Regions from separate parts of the Mus musculus genome. Here regions 1 and 2 are each linked to region 3. Evidence: chromatin contacts called from public Hi-C and HiChIP or PLAC-seq data. All regions are on one chromosome and are shown on one strand. Each heading gives the region's core, a stretch centred on a gene start, on an enhancer-like site or on the middle of the called end of the contact. The rest is flanking DNA. Distances are from core to core; before and after follow the strand shown. Region 1 has its middle 27 kb from the start of Gm36597. Region 2 overlaps Gm46770 (a long non-coding RNA gene). Region 3 overlaps Gm39957 (a long non-coding RNA gene).

The links. A called contact is a pair of places that touch in the nucleus more often than the background predicts. HiChIP or PLAC-seq counts read pairs in DNA pulled down with a chosen protein or histone mark.
Region 1: a contact with region 3 is called in a Hi-C map of adipose-derived mesenchymal stem cells, with 1.4 times the contacts expected there. The contact joins two enhancer-like sites. A contact is called at or near these places in 1 of 15 datasets of contacts at CTCF or cohesin (the NIH/3T3 cell line), 2 of 484 Hi-C or Micro-C datasets (adipose-derived mesenchymal stem cells and cerebral cortex) and 1 of 115 datasets of contacts at active chromatin or transcription factors (embryonic fibroblasts).
Region 2: a contact with region 3 is called in an H3K27ac HiChIP or PLAC-seq map of the NIH/3T3 cell line, with 3 times the contacts expected there. The contact joins two enhancer-like sites. A contact is called at or near these places in 12 of 39 promoter capture datasets (the 3T3-L1 cell line, the C10 cell line, the HPC-7 cell line and 8 more), 2 of 15 datasets of contacts at CTCF or cohesin (large pre-B cells and pro-B cells), 20 of 484 Hi-C or Micro-C datasets (B cells, the HL-1 cell line, the HPC-7 cell line and 14 more), 4 of 115 datasets of contacts at active chromatin or transcription factors (the HPC-7 cell line, the NIH/3T3 cell line, embryonic stem cells and 1 more) and 3 of 9 other capture datasets (adipose tissue, embryonic stem cells and liver).

The regions. Positions count from the first base shown.
Region 1 is chr2:148,195,716-148,200,474 of GRCm38.p6, reverse strand. No RefSeq gene overlaps it. Among named protein-coding and RNA genes, the nearest start is that of Gm36597, 27 kb to the right of the region's middle. Within about 2 kb of position 2,639, at least 51 of the 459 cell types and tissues checked have an H3K27ac peak or open chromatin away from gene starts, as enhancers often do. A contact at or near this core is called in the NIH/3T3 cell line, adipose-derived mesenchymal stem cells and embryonic fibroblasts, where this site is marked.
Region 2 is chr2:148,519,763-148,524,128 of GRCm38.p6, reverse strand. It overlaps Gm46770 (a long non-coding RNA gene), which reads left to right. Exons shown (of 4, transcript XR_001783504.1): 4 at 3,436-3,491. Among named protein-coding and RNA genes, the nearest start is that of Gm46770, 40 kb to the left of the region's middle. Within about 2 kb of position 1,843, at least 136 of the 459 cell types and tissues checked have an H3K27ac peak or open chromatin away from gene starts, as enhancers often do. A contact at or near this core is called in the HL-1 cell line, the NIH/3T3 cell line and embryonic fibroblasts, where this site is marked.
Region 3 is chr2:148,377,361-148,382,057 of GRCm38.p6, reverse strand. It overlaps Gm39957 (a long non-coding RNA gene), which reads left to right. Exons shown (of 3, transcript XR_866841.1): 2 at 1-31. Among named protein-coding and RNA genes, the nearest start is that of Gm39957, 12 kb to the left of the region's middle. Within about 2 kb of position 3,022, at least 20 of the 459 cell types and tissues checked have an H3K27ac peak or open chromatin away from gene starts, as enhancers often do. A contact at or near this core is called in the HL-1 cell line, the NIH/3T3 cell line, adipose-derived mesenchymal stem cells and 1 more, where this site is marked.

The DNA of each region.
Region 1 (4,759 bases), core at 1,390-3,889, 180 kb after region 3:
AATATAAAATAATATAAAAATTAAGAACTTTGCTTGAAAGTAACCCATTTACATCATTTCAATGCAATAGAATTTGCATTCAATAAAGTATATATTCTACGGCTTGATGAAGTTTGTCAGATGAATGCTGTCTGCCTGTGAAACTCTGCCCCTGCAGAGCCCACATCTTTATAACCTTTGCAGTCTGTCCTCACCCATAACTCCAAGCAAGGACAGATTCATTTTATGTTGCTGGAGTTCACACATCAATACAGTGAAAATAAGAAAAGAAAGAAAAAAAAAAGAATAGCAATGTTTTAGAAAACACATTGCCATACCATGCTCCATTCCTTCTCAGAATCATTTGTAGAGATAACTTTTGTGAGTCAGACAGAGGCAAAGAAAGCCAGTTTCAGAATGTAGGAGCTTTCTCTTGACTCTGCTAACACAAGATGAAGGATAGAAAGGAGAAAGCAAGAAAAAGGGTGGGAGTGATTTGAACCTTAGAATGACTTCTGCTGTCAAAGTTCCAGAAAAACAAACCCGAGACCATTCATTAAACTTGCAAAAACACTTTTAATATAATTTGATCTTTATTCGAACTTTTTTAGGCTTTTAACAGTCAGATTCAATTACAGCAAAATCTTGAACTCGTGTGTGTAAGTAAGCACCAGGGCACAGGGCCTACGAGGGATGCAGGACTTGCTCAGTCAGTACTTGGAGAGTTGTTCTAAGTACTGAGGGGTGTCCTGTCCCTGTGAAGACAAAAAAAGGCCTGTCTTTGAGGAGATAGAGTTAAAAAAAATCAGTGCACAACAGCCATGGGGGAAATCTGAGATTTTTACCAGGGAGCACAGCAGTGGAGACAACTGGGGAGCAAGCCTCTAAGATAACTGGAGACCAGCCCTGGGAGAAGGCTGTCTGTAAGCTGATTCTGAATTGCATTGACTAAGCTAGAATACTACCTACTGAGGAAAAGGCAGAAGTAGAGAGGTAATCCTCTGCGAAAAGGCCTTGGGGCCACAAGTGGCCAAACATTAAAGCCCGAGACAGAAAGTGATTTGAGATGGGGAAGGACAAGGCATACAGTCCTGGATCCCACAGGGACTGGAGTTACCACATGATCATCTATGGAAAGCAGGACTTCAGGCTGTCTTCTTTTCAAACATTTGCTCATAAGGTGCCATGAAGAGGATCAGGTTGCTGAGCAGCAAGAAGCAGAAGCCAGACAATAGTAACAGTGCTTTGGATCTGTGGTAGGAGACAGACTGGCCAGTGCCGCATCTGTTTGGAAATAATGTTAGAAAACTTAAGACTAATAGCCAGTTTATCACAGGATCTATCTGAGGTCTAGAAAAGGGTGTGTCAGAGATGCAAGTTCAGAATTCATTAACTTTTATGTGATATTAAAAGCTAAGGACTGGCTGGAGACAGACAGGTCAATCATATAGAAGGAAGGAGACAATGGCATTCTGCCTATACTAGACAAAGAAACCACTGGTAGAAACCAGTGAAGGTGACAGAGGAGAGGATGGGAGGGGTGGTCAGTAGCCAATGGCCAGTAGGCTTGGGGCAAAATTAAGTAGAGCATCTTATTGCAAAATCTGGAAAACAAAACAACTCTAGAAATATTTATCTGGAAAAGTAACTCAACAGAAAACTTCCGTAGTTACTAGTGGCCACCTTTCACTAGGGGTGGGGGTAGTTAACATGGATCACAGTGGTGTCACCTACCAGGAGTAGCTGCTTGACCATTTAACATTGTGGCACCATCTCCTTCAATCCTTTCATACCCTGCAATTTCCACCTTTCCCAGGCTACTCTGTTTTCCACTGTACAGTGAGGATCATGTGGTTCTCTTCCAGCATTTTCTTATTTTCCATCTTTGTTCCACTCTCGTATCTCTTGTATCTCCAAAGAAATGAGCCTTAGCATAGTTATCACTCGGCAAACTTTTGATCAAACTTCAGAACCCATGGTGCAAGAGTGGGGCTCAATTCAAGAAATCTTAAATCTCGGTGTGTGTGTGTGTGTGTGTGTGTGTGTGTGTGTGTGTGTGTGTGTATGCGTGTGTGTGCTTCTTGGGAGAAAATTTCCCAAGTGGACTAATTCTCATTCCTGCTTCAATGTACATGTTTGTTCTTGGGAAAACATCCTCCTAAGCAGCTCAAACCCAACAAATATAATATGTCCCAGGAGAAGGTGCTTGGATATAACTATGGTTTGGACATGTGGTATCGTTCCCAACCTCTGGCATTGTGTTCTTCCTGCGTGTGTGTCTCAATTCTCTATAGCTTTCCACATTTCCTCAAAAACCCACTTAGGCTAAATGACAAATGCTAGTTAAGAACAGAACTGTTTTTGTTTTGAGGTTGTGCTGTAAGAGATGCTCCTGACCATCACTTGCTAGACGGTAAAGTTCATCGTGAGTCTCCTGTAACAACAACCTTGTTTCCCCATAGTTCATCAACTTTGGAAGAAATACACATTTTTAATTGCACATAATTCACTGCTTGCTTTATTTTCTTTGCCCTTTAACTGGTGACACAGCCATGTGATGTCATTGCAGAAAAATGCTACCCTCCCCCAAGACACTGAACTACTCAACCATGTTTTAGCAATTGGAAACAATCTTGTCAATATGATTCAACTACAAAAAATTAACAACACAAACATTCCCAGGGGTGGCCTCTGCCTTTGCCCATGGCTTGGCCTTTAGGGAGGAATGTGAGAGCTTTTCATGCCCTGGGAAGTCAGAGGCAATTATGCTACGTCCAGTCCAAGAAAGGAAAGAGACAAACACATTTCTTCCCATCTGCTTGGTCTCTCCTAAAGGCTCCTTTAGGAAAAGGAGGGCTGAGTTGGGCTGCCGCTTTCACTTCGTTTCTACAACAGATTGCCACATGACGGTGTGTAGAAAGAGAGAGATGGGTGGCCAGTGGCCAAGCGTCAACCCGTGCAGTCTGAAAAACTACAGGCCTGCTTCCTCCACTGCCTTTTGATGGACTGGGAAGTCTCTTTACTATCTTCTGCTCCCTCTTCACCTCCCGAACATATTTCCTTTCCACTACCTCCAGGTTGCCTCTGATCCTGCCCACATCAGTCTTTCTGCTCACTCATTGTCCTCTTGGTGCAATTTTGTAGCTTCTCTCTAACATCTTGCTATGTCTCCAAGTGGCATGCCAGCCTTTGTCTCTCTTCACATATGTTATAAAAGAGTGTCAGTGAACCATGCTTACCTTCTTAAATTACTTATTGACTGAAGGGACTCTAGCCAGTTTGAGCATGGCACATATGGTCCTGGGAGACCTCATCCCTCCCCCATTCTCTATTCCTTGCTACAATTGCTAGATTACATGGCCACCAAGCTCTATTCCCTAATTTGGTCACATCCTTCTCCTAAGGCTAACTACCAAGGTCCAGCTATAGAAGCATTGAAGACCAGAAATCAGAAGCCCCATTTTGGTACCGTAAGTAACATGCCCAATTAAAATTAAATATCTCATTCTAACACAGGTTTCCTCCTTTACCTTATGAACTGCCATTTTCCTACGAAGCATATCTCTCTCCTCTCTATCTATCATGAGGCAGTCCTTTGTTCCCCACTCTGGGGACAAATAACCCTTCCCCTCTTTCTGTTCCCTTCCCCCTCTCTCTGCCCACCTACTCTCTCCTGTCTTTGCCTCATTCCCCGTTCTTTGTTCCTCTGGGGGAAATAAATTTCCTTTGTTCTGAGAACTTGGTCTTGGGGTGTCTTGAGCTGATACAGGTCCCTTACATTTACTGATTTATTTATATTGGTTACTTTCCAAAAATGCTGTTGCAAAGCATGTTGGGCTTTCTTAACTAGCTCTTTGTTTCTTCTTAAGAGAAGAAACACCTAATATCCATACAGACTGCTGGCCACCCCAGGGTGACACCATCTTCCTTGGCCATGTTGTCCCCCACCAGAGGTTAAACATAGGATACTACCTGTGTTGGAAAGTTTTATGCGAACTTGACACAAACTAATGACGTCTGAGGAGTGGGCGCCTCAATTAAGGATAGGACCCCGTAAGATCAAGTCTGTAAGGCATTTTCTTAATCACTGGTTGACTTGGGACAGCCCAGCACATTTGGGTGGTGTTACCCCTGTGCTGGTGGTGGTCCTGAGTTCTATAAGAAAGCAGGCTAAGAAACCATAAGGAGCAAGCCAGTAAACAGCACACCTCCATAGCTTTTGCGTCAGCTCCTGCCTCCAAGTTCCTGCCCTATTTGAACTCCTGTCCTGACTTCCTTTGATGATGAATAGTGGTGTGAAAGTGTAAGCCAATTAGATATTTTCCTTCCCAAATGGCTTTGGTCATGGTGTACCACCGCAGCAATAGAAACCCACACTACCCAAATCTTGGTATTTTTGCCTCCAAAGTTGTGTGCCAAATAAGCCTCTTTTATTTATAACATCCTCAGCCTTGGAGCTTTTGTTGTGGTGGTATAAACCAGACTAAGATGGGTGCTTACTTGCTAGGAAAATGAGGTAGCAAATGGATGTTATGGCCAATGAGAGGCACAATGATTTCTCTTCTCATTACTGAGCCAGTAGCTGTGTGCACATGCATATGTTCTGAAAACTCCCATTATAAAACCCAATGCTCTGAGCTTCAAAACAGCTCCTCTCCTTAGGAATGGCCCACAATACTGAGAGCATAAATGTGACCAAACTATTTCTAAGTCCTAGCACTTCTACTCTCTCTCTAAAATCAGCTCCACATCCCTTGCTGCCACCACCTCTAGATCAAGC
Region 2 (4,366 bases), core at 594-3,093, 140 kb before region 3:
ATGAAAGTTTGTTATTCTAGACAACCACATAGGGTACCAGGAATGAGGAGAAAGGTAGACTGAGGCCAGAGACACAAACTGCAGTAATGTTGCTGTTTAGAGTCAAGTTTACGACTCCAAGAGATGGGGTGAAGCTTGCTTCTCTCAATTACTGTGGAGAACACATAACTTGGACCTTGAATTGAGCTGTGTCTTGGGCTCTCAGCAACTGTAAGAGACAAATCCTGTCCTCAGAGAGCCTGCCACCTGGGGACCTGGATCTAGATGAAGTTCTCCCATGAAAGATTGACTCACAGAGGATGTCTGAAAGGGACTCCTGAAAACATGTATCTGGTCTCCCAGATTGTCCCTCTCCATGAGTAGCTTCCTTATCAGAGTAGGAGAAGGTGACAGTCCATGCACATTTTGTCTAGGAGCACAGACATGTCCACACGAATGGAAAGCTGGGAGACTCCAGCTGTGTTGATTCTGAGGTCTCGTGGGATGGACTGTAGGATTACACCACAAGATCTCAGCCCTCCAACCCTATCCTCATGGGAACCTTTGGGAGTCACAGTGTGGAAATAAGAAGCCATTAATAGGAAGTTGGGTGCAGCTTATGGATGCACAGGCTACCCCATCTTCATCTTCACCCGACCTCAGTGTGAGGAAGGTAGCATAAGCCTGCTAAGTGGTCTGAGCTCTGCTCACAGATCCTGTATGCTGGGACCTCAGAAGAGAAAATGTTGTCTTTGGGCCATGGCTTCCTATCTTGTTTATTCAGTTGGTAAGAGAAAAGCCAAAGAAGACATGAGAGGCACACCCACAGGTTTAAAAGACTGAACACAAAACAGAAAAGGACCTGCCCTGTGTTCCCTAATATTAAAGCCAGGGCAGAGAGAGATGTGTGTGTGTGTGTGTGTGTGTGTGTGTGTGTGTGTGTGCGCACATATGTCTGTTTGTTTTGCATCTGTGTATTGCTTTATTTTTTTGGCATTCTGCCTTTTCCCTACAGGACTTGAGAATGAAGAGGAAGCAGAGAAAAATAGTCAGTGTTAAACTGGTATTTGGAAATCAGTAGTTTCAGTGTGTGGTGCTGGATAGAATGCAGAATGTAAGTCTTTATATTAAAACATAATTCAGTTCTCTGGGGACTTAAGAGAAATGCAAATTCCTCGGCCCACCCTAAATTCAGTGATTTGTATACATGCTCAGTTGCAAGGGCCACACTTCTAAGAATAAGGAAACTCTCTTCTTTAAAACAGATACAGCTCGCTGGGTGTGGTGGCGCATGCCTTTAATCCCAGCACTTGGGAGGCAGAGGCAAGCAGATTTCTAAGTTCAAGGCCAGCCTGGTCTACAGAGTAAGTTCCAGGACAGTCAGGACTATACAGAGAAACCCTGTTTTGGAAAAAACAAACAAACAAACAAAAACAAAACAAAACAAAAAAACAAACTAGCAAAAAACCAAAAAACTGGTACAGCTCTCTAAAATGAGGCAGCAAATCACTTCTCTGGGGGGCATTCAAAAGAAGACCCAACAGCCATAAGCCACATGTATGACTAAAAAAGTGAGCACACCCAACAGAGTTGAAACCCCTATCTGGTTGCTCTTTTATTTAGCAACTATTGAGCAATAGGCGACAGGAAGAGAAGAATAGCAGATGTCACATGCTTCAGAAACTCTAAATCCTAGCATCCTCCTCCCTATGCTATGCCCCTGCCTGCTGCTCCTTGTTTTGACTACCAGACTTGGGTCAGTCTATGTGACTACTGACTGTGGTATGGCTTACTGTGGTCATTAGACCTCCCCACAAACCACTGCTTTCCTGCATGCCGCTGCTTCATACCCAGAAAAGGAGCATAGAGGAAGAAGCCATGACCCCTAAACGCCTGGAACTCCAAGTGAGAGGACTGAGGCAACTTCCTGGGCCATGCACAGTGACGCTACTTTCTCTGTCTTTTTGAGTCATGTCTTGTCACCCTTGCGTCACTGATTACTCAGCTGGGCTAAGAAATCCTGGGCTTGTATTTCATTCATAGGGAGAGGTGGGGTTAGAGGAGAAAGCTGCATGCCTTACCATGAGTTTGGTCCCTTGGGCACAATCCCTCAGGCAAATGGATGTTCCAGATTCCTGAGGCTTAGCACTTAGGGTAGATAGGGAGCAGGGAGTAGCTGTTTCCATTTACTTAAAAACATGAGCTATTATGCAAGTGAGGCACATTTGTTGGAGGAAAATCAGCGGAAGTGAAGAAATGAACCCAAACTCTAATCCTCACAACAATGGCTGAAAATGGGTTAGCAGGAAAACTAGCCTATGCATATCTGTCTCTGTCTCTCTCTTTTCCCTCCCTCCCTCCCTCCCTCCCTCCCTCCCTCCCTCCCTCTCTCCTTCCCTCCCTCCCTCCCTCCCTCCTGTGTGTGTGTGTGTGAGAGAGAGAGAGAGACAGAGACAGAGACAGAGACAGAGACAGAGAGACAGAGAGAAACAGACACACACAGAGACAGAGAGAGAGTAAATGTATGCAAATTGGGGCAATAGGAGAATCATGCTGTAATGATATTTTTCTCCATGGAAAGTTTTGTGAATATTTTTCAATTTGCCAAATCCATTATAAAGCTATGGAGCATTCTGTTAATCTTAATGTTTAATTTTCTAAGACTATAATTACTTCTGTGCCTGTATGCATCTGCATTATAAATACTTATGTATGCATATATTACCGTGTTCCTGTGTACATGCATGTGTGCCTATGTGCACATATACATGTATATATCGAGAGAGGTCAGAGGTGGAAGTTGGGTGTCTTCTTCAACCACTCTCTGCACCTTATTACTAGAGGCCGGGTTGCTCACTAAATCTGGAGTTTGCCAGTTTGGCTAGACTGTAGTCAGTGAGCTCCAGGGATCCCTCTGTTTCCAATGCTGGGATTACAGGTGTGTGTTCCCATGCCTGGCTTTTCACTTGTGTGCTGGGGATCTGACATCAGGTCCTGGTGATTACACAGTAGCCATTTTACTGACAGCAGCATCTCCCCAGCTTCATTTTACTTTTAAAGAAATCTTTGTAAAGTACCTCACGTACTTCTTTGCCTTCTTTCCCTCCTGTTTCCAAATCAGAAGCTGGGAATGTGACACAAATTTGTCTGTGGCTGCTTGGGGACAGCTATTATTTTTTTAAACCTAGTGAAAGTAAAGTTGAAAAGAGGAAGTGGCTTGGCAGAAAGAAAAGATATCTGGACTAGACATCAACAGTGACTCTGGTCATACTCAGGTTAGCTCTGGCCCTTGGGTACATTCTGGAACTATTCCTGCCTCTGCTTCCCTGATCTAATTAGGACTCACTTGGAAACACCTCTAGTCCCCTGTGGTTATGAAGAACATTCTTAAGCTTGCTACCTGCAGGATGGGTCCAGGGTGGAATTCTTGGTTATGACATCGTCTTCAATGTTTAGCAGAACCAGTCCACACCAGCAGGTGCCCTTTGGAGAAGACGGGATCCATTACAAAGGTAAGTTCATCACATTTCTTGGGGGACACGCTAAGGATGTAGGTTCCTGGGTCCAGCGCTGCTTCTCCAGATTCAGCCTCTGTGGGTGGGTGGGACTCAGAAAACCTGCTTTCTGATAAGCAGCTCTGAACTCCACCAAAGGAAGTTTAGCTCATTGCACCCCTCCCGCAGTGGTATTGCTCTTAGGATTTTGGAGCGAGTTCCGTTCTTTGTTGATTGCTTGCTAGATGCTTAGCCCGGAGTGAGCAGGGGCAAAGAGAAGACAGACAAAAATGAGCATTTTGCATTTTTCTCTCCATGTTTCACAAAATATTCATTCCTTGTGCCTCTTGTTGTTTTAGTCCCAGACCAAGAACCTGTCTCTTTATGTTTCCCTTCTCGGAATGTTGTCTTCACTCTTTTAACCCCTTGTTTTAAACCTCATCCTTCCTGGATGGGGATTAACCCTAAATCCAGATTCTTAACAGCTGTGGAGAACCGTGTGAGCTGAGAAAATGTGAGACACGTGCTGCGCTAGACGCAGACTGCCCTTACATGACAGTTTGGTTCGCTGGAATAAACATTCCTGTGAGGGTGATTGTGAACATCTGTGTGGTCTGTGCAGATTCCATCGGGTTTATCTTGGCTCTGCCCAGTGATAACATGGCTCTCATGAGAAGTCACTTAGCTGAATTGATTCAGCTTCTAAGAAGCTGGAAAAATCACTGGGTTCAACTCGATTCTCCAAGAGCACAGGGCCATGCCTTGTCTGGTTCTGACACCCTCTTGGGAGCTTGGATTAGTGCGGTCCTCATCAACTAATGTTTATTGATTAATCACAGACTCTTGAACCTGCCAGAAGCCTTAGGAGGAGGCTCACTGTGGGTGACCTGCAA
Region 3 (4,697 bases), core at 1,773-4,272:
AGCCACGTGGTTTCCACACTCAACTTAGGAGGTGACTGTCTTAATTAACTTTCTATTGGTGTGATTAAACAGCATGGCCAAAGGCAATGTGGGGAGGTAAGTATTTATTTTATCTCCCAGATTGCAACCCATCATCAAAGGGAGTCAGAGTAGGAGCTCAAGGCATGAACCTGGAGACAGAAGCCATGGAAGAACACTACTTACTGGTTTGCTTTCCAAGCTCATGTTCACCTACCCTTCTTAATCCTCTCAGACCACCTACCATGTAGCATGTAGTTTCTGCCACTCGACTTTAAGCTCCAGGTGGACCGAGCTACCAGCCCCTGCCCAGGAGCCACCCTGGATCTGCAGATGAAACATACACACACATTAACTTATTTTAAATATGTTTTGGCTCAATGGCCTTGCTCTTCTAAGCCTCTCTCAGCTAGCATGCCCCTCTATTCACTCCCAGCTTAAAACTTCCAAATCTTCCCTTACCTTAGTTGCTCAGTTACCTTTAGTTCCAGCTCAGTAACTCTAAATCTGATCCCAACATAGTTGCATTTCTAATTTCTTGCCTGCTACCCCAGGTTCAGTCAGGGAAGCAGGCACAGACAGTGGGAGATGAGCACTGAACATTGCCTTGGTTTGTACTGCCTCACTATTCTTTGTTATGGACATGCGTGTGTTGGTTACACAGCATTGTTAATCTCCACTAGTGGAGATCCCAGAGAGAAACTGGTTGTGAGGTTCCTGTGGCAGCTTGGTTGGTGAGCCTGGCGGTTTCTTCAGGATTAAACTACAGCTGCTGGTTTGTGCCTGGTGTCTGCCTGCTGAAAGGAATGATCTGTAGCTACTGGTTTGTGGGTGGTATCTGCCTGCCTCCAGGACTTCTGCAGCTGCTGAGTCTTATTTGGTGTTTGCTATGAGACTGAACTGCTGCCAAAGAAAATTGAACTTGCCCCCAAAGAACTATTGCTGAACAGGTTCACTTCCCATATCCCAAGATTTGTTCTCTTTCACTACCTCTGCTGGGTAATGGGCTAGAGGAGATGACAGACCCTTATTAAAAGAAGGTTGAAAAACATTTATGCCAACAGATGCCATACAAAATTAGTAAACAATACTCTAAAAATATCAAAATCAAGCCATACATGGTGGCACATTGCTTGTGAAACCACCACTTGGGAGGTAGAGGCAGGGGATTGTGAGTTTAAGGCTGCATATCAAGATCCTATTGTGAGACAAACATGTGAACAAAGAAGCTAAACTATCAAAGTCAAGAAACATAAGGAGGGTGCTTACAACACTTAACACAATGCAAATGCTATAAACAGTTATTATATTGTTTAGGGAAATTTGATAAGGACAAAGTCAAAGTCTGTGCATATTTACCACGAGGGTATTTTTCCTAGATACTTCCCACCCATGTTTTGTTAAAGCTGAGGATTCAGAATCCATGACTATAAATGATAAACTGTTCTCAGAAAGTGGGAGAAACCTCTTTATTTATTCAACTCTCCAGGAGTCTGCTGGTAGCTATTGCCCCCTTGCATACCATCTTGGATGCCCTTTTTTATGGACTTCAATCTATCCACAGTGTCTATTTTACAGCTAGAACTAGTCTGTTTCTTACAGAACAATTACACTTTCTCCTTTGATGCCATGGGTAAAGCAGTGGGATGCTGGGGAGGCACCAAGTTCCCTTCCTTTCTGGCTCCTGTCCTGCCAAGAGTTTGCACTTCATCATGAAGATAGCTATCTTTTCTCAGCTTCTTGGTATTGTTACTGGGTATAGATCTGGATAATACTTTGTAGACACCAAGTACTTGATAATGGGTGTTATTCTAATGATCTTCCTCTTCTATGGCTGTAGTTGCTAAAATGACATGTACAGATTGTGCAGAGCCAAATACAATGAAACAATTCTGAACATACAGACTGGGCAGTGTCCTGAAATCTCTGGGTGAATCCAGAGGGCTTCCGAGGACATCAGATGGGCAGATCACTGCTAGGGCTTTCTTCCAAACAATATGTAGTGAGCCAGAGGAAATGCCTTCAGAAGAGCTTGCTGTTCAGCTACAACACCCTGTTCTGTTTTAAAGGGCAATGGGAGGCTCTCCACTGTCACACCTTGAAGCCAGGGGGAAACCTGGGTAGACTTTCACCTTTGCTCATTTCTAGGATTTTTGGTTTTGCTTTGTTTTGTCTTTATCATCAGTTTTGAAATTTGCCCTCTAATCAACAGACTTCCAACATACTATTCATAACACCTGCCAAGTCAAGATGGTCACAGTTCCTCAAGTTGTTTCCTAGGAACTTGTAAGTTGCCAAAACTTCATCCCATTCATATGGGACTTATAGACATGGATATTATGACCTGTGAGGTCAGAGGGCTCAAACGTCACCCTCAGAGCATCCTGTATCTCCTCACCATCTCATTAAAAGCCATGCAGCTTGACTATGCATTCAAGGGCCATAATGACATCACTTCCCCTTATTTTTCAAGCCTCATTCCACCCTGTGTGGTTCCTTTACAAATCACCCTAAACCCTATCCTCAGGAAGGTGAAATTGGGACTTAGGATTTTGCCTCATCATGCTTGGCTGCCTTGTAAATAAACTCTTATTGGGAAACTTTGACAACTGGAAAAACAGGCCTCCTTTGGTAACTATTAGACATTTTTGAGTGACCTATTCTGATGCCATTTGTGCTCCCGAGGATCCCAGGGTCACATTGAAACTACTCTTCTATTAAGTGTCTTCTTCCTGTCTAGTGCTCTATTATTGTCACTCCTCTTCCCTTCTGCTGTCCTGTAGTTCTAGATGAACCAGAGTCCTCCTAGCCAACTTTTAGTCAACCTAGCCTCAAGGCTTCCCTTAGACAGACAGGACTCACAAGCATAGCCTCCTTCCAGGGGTGGTAGCAGCCCAGAGTGCCAGGACAGGGACAAACAGAGAGTGTATTAGCATTCATAGGCCACAGAGGCTTCCAGTGGACCTATACACCATATCAGGTTTACATTTCACAATATACAATGACTAAGGCTTTAGGAAATGCATGCAAGTCTCTCGTTTTCCAGAGGGTAATCACCCTCTACCCACAGGACATACTAAAACTGAAGAGTCACTTATTTGTCTAATGTTAAAGTTCAACTGGGAATCCTGAACTTAGATGAGGTAATCTAAGACTCTGTTGAGTCAGATTTGACTTGGTTGATTGGAAGCTTGGGAAAGCATCCTTCATTTCCCCTTCCCTTCTTCATCCTTTGGAAGGCTACCTCTAGCATTTCAAATTCCACAGAGAAGCCATGCCCAAGCAGTGAAGAAGGTGAAGAAGATGACAACTTTAGATTTTCAGAGCCCAGAACCTCTAATTGTCTTTGTAATGACCTTCCTTTGACTTTAGTTATGTCAACTAACACAAATCACCTACCTTACCATTAGTGTATATCTAGCGCCTGTACCTTGCTTGGGACAGAGAAAAAGAAAGGAGACATTCACTGAGTGAGAATCCCTGGGTAGTTTTCCTCTTTTCCTCCCTATAAGAGCCCTTTGCTACAGTGAGCCTTCTGAATGTGGTCTGTGAAGACATTCTCCCTGTCCCTCTTTTGAATATTGCGGGCCCTTGAACAAACCCATGTCCTACCTAACAACTCTCATTTTCCAAATATTAGCCTTTTAGGTCTTAATTTGTGTAACAGAGGCAATAGTAGGAGCAGCAGTAGGCATGACAAGAGCACTGCAGTAGAGGTAGTGCATAGCAGCCACAGCAGAATAATTGTGCTAATAGCAGCATCCAATCTAGTGACAGTGACATCTACAGTAAGAGAGCAGTAGGAAGAAGTAGCATCAGAAGTATGTATAGCATTAGAGGCAGTGCTGATACAATGAGAGGCTAACACATGGCCTCCATGGCTTCTACATCAGATAGTGTTCTAAATAGACTCCAATTGTAACTTAGTTAATTGCCCAACGCCTTCTTCCTGCAGTGGTGGGTGTTATTATAATCCTCATCTTCCAGGCAAGGAAACACAGGCACTCAGCAGTGAAGTGATTCTTTCAAGACCATACAGTTGAACAGTGTGATGGACTTGGAACTCAGAAAACTGGGGTTCGTAGTTTCAACCACTACACTAGTTACACATTATGCAGCAATCTCCCAGAAAACTTGGATTATGTGATTTTCCAAAAAAGTAGAATCATTTCTTGACCAAAGCTAGGAGGCTTCAGGAACTTCCCCAGTATGGCTGTTCCCCAACCCTGGTCCTGGCTTTCTTTTCCTTGCCTGGTGAAATTGACATGTAAGCCTGTTAGGGACTCCTGTACAGCCAATGCTCCTGTCTGCCCCTGTGCTGGGCTCCAAGTTGAAGAAAGGGGCTCACTCTGACCAGGGAGATAGAGGAGGCCTCTGTGCCCTGCTGTGAGTTAGCAGCTTGCTAGTCAAGGGGGGTTGTTTTGTTCTAGGTGCTCTGTGGAGTGTTCTGTCCCACTATGATACAAACCTTAAAACCGTGGGTTGTCCGGTCATTCAGCACTGCCATGAATTCTTTGCTTTCCAGTTAAATTGAAGAGTAGGAGCCTCAGCAACATGGTCCAAGAGGTCTTTGGTCCTCTCTGAGCACCAGCCTTTTGTTTGCAGCTCTCTGATGCACAGAACAGGCTTACAATGGCTGTCTCAAGACCACACTAGGGTAATGATTCCAGCTGAGAATT